2 separate regions of the Hordeum vulgare genome follow, and region 1 is linked to region 2. The links are chromatin contacts, called in public Hi-C maps. All regions are on one chromosome and are shown on one strand. Each heading gives the region's core, a stretch centred on a gene start, on an enhancer-like site or on the middle of the called end of the contact. The rest is flanking DNA. Distances are from core to core; before and after follow the strand shown. Region 1 has its middle 91 kb from the start of LOC123444550. Region 2 holds the start of LOC123440321 (jacalin-related lectin 3-like).

Evidence for each region. A called contact is a pair of places that touch in the nucleus more often than the background predicts.
Region 1: a Hi-C map of leaf shows a contact between it and region 2, with 3 times the contacts expected there. The contact joins the enhancer-like site here to the promoter of LOC123440321 in region 2. A contact is called at or near these places in 2 of 6 Hi-C or Micro-C datasets (leaf and seedling).

The regions. Positions count from the first base shown.
Region 1 is chr3H:507,889,911-507,893,124 of MorexV3_pseudomolecules_assembly, forward strand. No RefSeq gene overlaps it. Among protein-coding and RNA genes, the nearest start is that of LOC123444550, 91 kb to the left of the region's middle. Within about 2 kb of position 1,506, at least 2 of the 3 cell types and tissues checked have open chromatin away from gene starts, as enhancers often do. A contact at or near this core is called in leaf, where this site is marked.
Region 2 is chr3H:507,680,416-507,683,867 of MorexV3_pseudomolecules_assembly, forward strand. LOC123440321 (jacalin-related lectin 3-like) reads left to right here and starts at 1,403. Exons shown (of 6, transcript XM_045116896.1): 1 at 1,403-1,447; 2 at 1,926-2,099; 3 at 2,200-2,442; 4 at 2,535-2,858; 5 at 2,949-3,164; 6 at 3,246-3,452. The coding sequence starts at 1,403.

The sequences.
Region 1 (3,214 bases), core at 256-2,755, 210 kb after region 2:
GTGACTAGGTGAGAATTCTCATGTGTCCTCGAGAATGCTTTGCTTGCTATAAAGGAACTTTCGAGCTTGTCCTTTGCTATAAATGGGATTATGCCACTTTGCTGCACCTTTGTTACTATTGCTACTTCTTCCTTGTTACAAATTGTCTTGCTACAAAACTATGTTTTACTTTTACTTTCAGTACTTACAAAGAATACCTTGTTGAAAACAACTTATCATTTCCTTCTCCTCCTTGTTGGGTTCAACACTCTTACTTATCAAAAAGACTATGATTGATATCGTATACTTGTGGATCATGAATGCCGCACAAGCTGTATTACCGCGAATTCCCGAAAGGCAAGAGAGAACCTCCCGGTACTAACCGCGACACACCAGCATGAGTATCGCACAAGCGTACTACTGTAGTATCCAGGAGTACCACCACCAATTACCATGAGGAATCCTAGAAACAATAGTGGAAACAAGTAACACCAAAACGGCCATAAGTTCTGCAAACAAACTCCGAAAGGACCAAACTCAAACTTGTTGGATATATTAAGAACTAGCAATGGAGAAGATATGCCAATAGGATAAGGAAGGTTCCCTTCCTTAAATGTGAACCGGCAAAATCTCCAACACCAAAAACGTAAAGATGATGCATACGAACTCCTTTTTCGATTAATTTGAGTTTGACAAGAAGACGAATATGAGGAGGCCTCGTCCGGGTCTCCCCTAGCAGCCCCACCCGTCGCTCCAGAGTGAGCATTGTGTATTGGGTGATCGACTGTCGGGACATGACTATCGACGTGGCGAGCTCGAGCGGATTGGATGGTGACCGTGCAGAGGGGAGGTGGGAGGTGGAAATGAGGCTGGCTAGGGTTAGGGTGTCACTATTTGGCTTAATAGACGGATTTGAAGTTTCGGACGGCGCGCAGGAGCATCGACATGAATGCATCCTCATCGAAATGTTGCGTTCAGATGTGTGTTCGTGTGGGTCATGTTTGTCAACCTGACATGTCACACGCGCCCAGGCTTGACCCGACCTTCTCATATTCGTTCTAGATATGAACTCTATATAAGTGGTGCAGGTCAATACGGACGTATAGGATGAATATGAGGATCCTGGCTGGGTCACAATTTTATAACTGACAACTAGACAAGCCGTACATCCGGATCAGTTTGAGGAGTCCGATTGTAAATGCTTTAGCATCCCATGTTCACTCTTCTCACTAAAAAATAACAGTTCCATCCTCTTAAAAAATACACGGTTGTTGTTGGCCAGTTTTTGTTCGAAGCTTTCTCTACCGTCAGGGATTTTTATTTTTCTTTCAACATCCGCGTCGGTGAGTTGGGGGAGTATCAGATACCGCCACAAGTAAAACATGGCGGAGACACCACAAGCAAGGCATTAATTGCCGTGTTCCTGCAACCGAATCGATCACATTCGGCAAGTGCAAGGCTACTACTCCTACCAGGAACTAGTTATTGCGCTGCGGGCTTTGGACCACAGGATCGCCCATCGGACCAGCAGCAGGCGCAAGCGAACACATATGCATTGCATGCGGTTGACAAGCTGACCCACCCGCCGGTCCGGTCCGGTCCGATCACGCCGGCGTGGTCCAACCCTGATTGGGATTGGGGCGTTTGCGTGGCGAGGGCGACCGGATCCTCCGGATACGCCATCCGTCGGGATCGGGATCCCCTGCGCGATTCGATCGGAGAATTTCTCGCTTGCACGGTGATGTGCCGACGCCGCCGTGCCCAGCGGCGTAGCTACGTACGTGTACGTTTGGCCCCTAGTTGATGAGCTTGCGTCGTCGCCGCTACCTCGCGCTAGCTCTCGTACGTCGTGTTGGATTCGTGGAATGGCTTCACACAAGTGTCCAGTTACTGCATGAATGAATTCTCAAAACAGCACAAGGCAAGCAAAATTTGGTGTCCAACAGGCGTGACAGTTACTTACATATGTCCTTACCATGCATGCAGTACCATACAGCAAAGAGTGGGAGTAGTATACAGAACAAGGATTTGTAACACATTTGTCACATTTTTATGGTGAGAATTGGCACCGCCGCCTTGGTGGAAAAAAAATGCCATCTTGAGTTTTCAAACAATTATGGCGGTACGTACGTACGTCCATTACGTGTTTGATCACTACAACGGCGACGACGACGTCCGGGAGGAGCGCAGACAGATCGTGCGAGATCCGGCCGGACGGCGAGGTTCGGTGCCCGTGCAATGCATGTGGAACAAGAAACGGTCCCTCGCCCGCCCGCGCGCGCTACATACGTTTTCCACGGCGCAGCCAATTAATGGGAAGCCATGGGCGTTGGATTCCATCGGTTACATGGTCATCTTCACTCTAACTAAAATAAAATCGTCGTGCTAGCCAGCAACCTTGTGCCAGAAGCAAGTCCCGCCTAGACGTTTTTTTCTCTTTGCCTGCCCGTCACGCACGCACGAGCTTCATCGCCCGTGCCCGTGCGGTGTCGGTGTGCATCGACTGACAAGGTGCCATGCATGCATGCATGCATGCGCGCTGGTCGTACGTAACACTCGCCTCAGCATGCATGGAAAAACAAACATGTGACACGTCACCTTACGCACGCATGTGGATGAATATTTCCCATGTAGTGGTACGTATGTCATCGGGATTGTGCCTCGGCCTGCAGAGCAAGTGTGCACATGTGACGTCCGTCGTGGGTGCGCCGGTCGATCAATCTCTTGCCGAAACGCTCCGGCAAAGGACGTCACCCGTCCCAGCACGTCCCAACGGCCAGATCCAAGGGGTGAGACGAGCACTTTTGGGTTTTGGCGCCTCGCCCCCACGTACGCGCGGGCCGGGTGCAATGGCGATGGCGATGGCGATGGCACCCGCGTCACGCTAGCTGCATGCGTACCAAGGCAAAGGGTGTCGCGAGATCGGGCTCCCTGATTTCACCATGTCACGTTCACGTCGGCCTTGGTCTCTTGCTCCAACTTGCACGTCACGGTCTCCGCCGATCGATGCTACCTTGTCCGCCCGCTTTGATTAGCTATAGATACGCAAGAGGATGCGTCATTTTCCGCTGCGTGTATGCTGTCGGATAGAAGCTTCACTGCGCTATCCGGATCATTTCATTCAGCAGTAATCATGCTTCATGCATGCATGTGTTCATGCGTGGCTAACAACGAATACACACAATATATAGATCTTACTTGACTCTGCGACGAAGACCCGGCCAGCCAAGCAGAC
Region 2 (3,452 bases), core at 153-2,652:
GAACGACGGTGAGGGGCGGCGACTAGGGATGACCGACGGTGAGAGAAGATGAGGAGGCGAGGCGTGGGGTGCAGCGTGTGCGGGGGCGGCGTCCTCCTTTTTCTCTCTTTCTTTTATGTGGGAGGTTGAAGATGAGATGCGGAAGAGGAGGACGGAGATCTGACAGCTACGCGCGTGCAAATCGGACGGATTCAGGTTGACCGACCGAAATATTGGACCGACGCCAGCACAGAGCGTTATCCATTATTCCTTTTATTTCACTAGCAAAAGGGCCCGTGCGTTATAACGGAAGAAGAAAAAAACCATGCACTCTTAATTTATAAAAAAATGGTCTATAATCTTAGACTTCGTAGTTACGGCACAAACAGATATGATCTTACCCTACAAAAGTTCAGTTCAAGATTTCACAAGTCTTCTATTTTGACACGGTTTGCATGTAGATTTAATACATATAAAGAAACGGGCAACTGACCATCAATTTCATCTTCAATCCTGATTTTGTTAACGTGTTCATCCTCAATCCGGGTTACTACCGGTATGAAAGAAATACGAATAATGAATTATTTATTAAAATTGCACCCTAGATAATATTTTTATTAAATGTTTAACATGTAAAATAACATCATATTCAAATTCTACATATTTACGGTTTAGAAAATATGAGTATTTTAAAAAACATTTAATATGTATCGCGGGTTTAATGTTGAAAACATCAGGGGTTTTTCTATAAAATAGCAAGACGGACTATGAATACCTATTTCGTTTATTAGTAGGTATAGATTTAAAAAAATGTTTTATATTACGAGACGGAGGAAGTAGCTTGTACTGTAGTAATCAAGCTGTCTGAGCCAGTGACGTTGTAGAAGGACCACAGGTAAAGATAAGTTTTTTTTTCTCTCATCGTGAGGCACACAACAACAGGTGAAAGAAAGCGGGGAAACAAAAGCGAAACATTCTCTGAAGAATGGAAATAAAGAGGGGCGCATCAGGAATGGCGGCCTCTTTAGTTTCCCACCGTGAACGCGAGGAATCACAGCTGGTGGCAAGCCAAGAAATCGTTCCCCTTTCGTCTCCCCGTGATCGGAATAATATGGTAATCGGCGATCGCAATGGTCAGCGAATCCAGTTCTGTCCTGCCCGCCCTCTTCTAGCTCGATCTTGAGCCGTCAGCAGAGCGCCGTGTTGCTTTCCCTCCAGCTCCCGTCCGGGTGCCCTCGCTCGTGAACGGCGTTGTCGCTGAGCATCCTGGTGTGCTCCGTTTGACAGCCCCTATATTGGTCTTCTCTTCTGTGTTATATAAATAGGTAGACACGCGCCTGCTTCCTGTCAGATTACCGAGCTGATCGCTAGCAGCACTGCAGCAGTCGCTCCCCTGTTCCGGCGTCGCCGTCTGTAAAACTCTCGACCTCCAAGGCGCTTCTGGGCTTTGTTTGGACTACGGAACATGGTACCGCATCTCTTACTGTCTGATCGTGATCACTAGCTAGCTAGCCTGTACTCCCTCTGTCCCAAAATAACTGTCTCAACTTTGTACTAACTCTAGTACAAAATTGTACTAAGCTTAAGACACTTATTTTGGGAAGAAGGGAGTATTTTTCTCCTAGAACTGCTGGAGGTTACTAAGTTTATAAAGTTAGTATAAAATTGCGTCATTTATCTTGGGACGGAGGAAGTAGTCAGTAGCATGCTTGTGTTCTTCAGGGATGTTGTTTCAGAATTGTTCATGTCCAAAATTGTCATGTTTTTTTTTTGCGAGATCCAAAATTGTCATGTTAACTTGTTAAATCACTGAGATCAAAATCACTTCATAAGTATGAACTAGTATCTGCATAAAAACATTCTGAATGTCACAAATTTCTAGGTAGAATAGAATAACTGTTTTGTGTGTTTGCGACACTTTTTTTCTTACTTTTCATGTTCCATAGAGCCTTGCAAGCTTAAGCGGGAAGGACCCAAATGCTTCCAGCGCTCCGTCAGCGCTCCGAAGCATAACGAGGTCCGTCGACAGAAACGGCCATAGGTACGCGGACGGCAATGAAATGGTTCTTGCAAAGGAGCAGAATCCTAATGGATCACGCATTGCAACCCTCTCCAACAAGGTAATCCAGGCAGACTGAAAGCTTGTAATCAGTTACAGTCTGTATAAGTGATAGCTGCAATCAAGTTAACATCCATTACTTGTAACATCTTGCTCCACAGATGGTGTCATTTCCTAGCTTCATCTCAGACAACGGGACTATGACCATAAGCACTCCCGTGAGGTTCGGTCCATGGGGCGGCACCGGCGGCACCATATTCGACGACGGCATATTCACCGGCGTCCGGCAGATCAACATCACGCGGGGGCTGGGAATATCCTCCATGAAGGTCCTCTACGACCGCAACGGGCAGGCGATCTGGGGCGACAAGCGCGGCTCCAGCGGGGCGGCTAGACCCGAAAAGGTAACGCAATTTCTTCTTCAGAGTTCAGAGCTTCAGTTTCAGAGCATCGATGAGTTTCAGACTTTTGTTGAAGGGGAGTTTTGTTTGGGCAGATCATATTCGACTTCCCGACGGAGATCCTGACCCACGTCACCGGGTACTTCGGGCCGACGATGATCATGGGCCCGACGGCGATCAAGTCCATCACCTTCCACACGACGAAGAAGAGCCATGGGCCGTTCGGGGACGAGACCGGCACCTTCTTCTCCAGCTGCCTGACGGAAGGGAGGATCGTGGGGTTCCACGGCAGGGGAGCGTGGTACGTCGACAGCATCGGGGTCCATGTCCTGGAAGGCAAGGTGCTGTCGGAGAAATCCGCCGGCACGACCCCGTTGGGCGACATGCTTGCGTTGCCCATGAGGGAGATCGGGGACGAGGTAAAGTAACACCGATCTTTCGAGTGAACAATGTTTGGTATAGCACTGAGACAAGAATGTGTCTGAGATTGTGGAGGGTTCATCTTGCAGGTTACGTACGGCGTGGTGAAAGAACCGATACCGATAGGGCCCGGGCCGTGGGGAGGGGAGGGAGGCAAGCCGTGGGACGATGGCGTCTACACGGGCATCAAGCAGATCTACGTAACCAGAGACGATTTCATCGCCTCCATACAGATCGAGTACGACAGGAGCGGGCAGTCCGTGTGGTCTACCAGGCACGGCAACGGCGGCCAGATCACGCACAGGGTGAGCACAGCAGACAATCAACAGCCATCTCTTTTGCAGAGTACGCTTTGCTGATCGTCATTTGACCGAATGCATGCGCAGATCAAGCTGGACTACCCGCACGAGGTGCTGACCTGCGTATACGGCTACTACAACACCTGCGTGGGGGAAGGGCCCAGGGTTCTGAGGTCGATCACCGTCGTCAGCAGCCGGGGCAAGTACGGGCCGTTCGGCGACGAGGTCGGGACCTACTTCACCTCCGCCACGACGCAGGGGAAGGTGGTCGGCTTCCACGGCCGGAGCGCCATG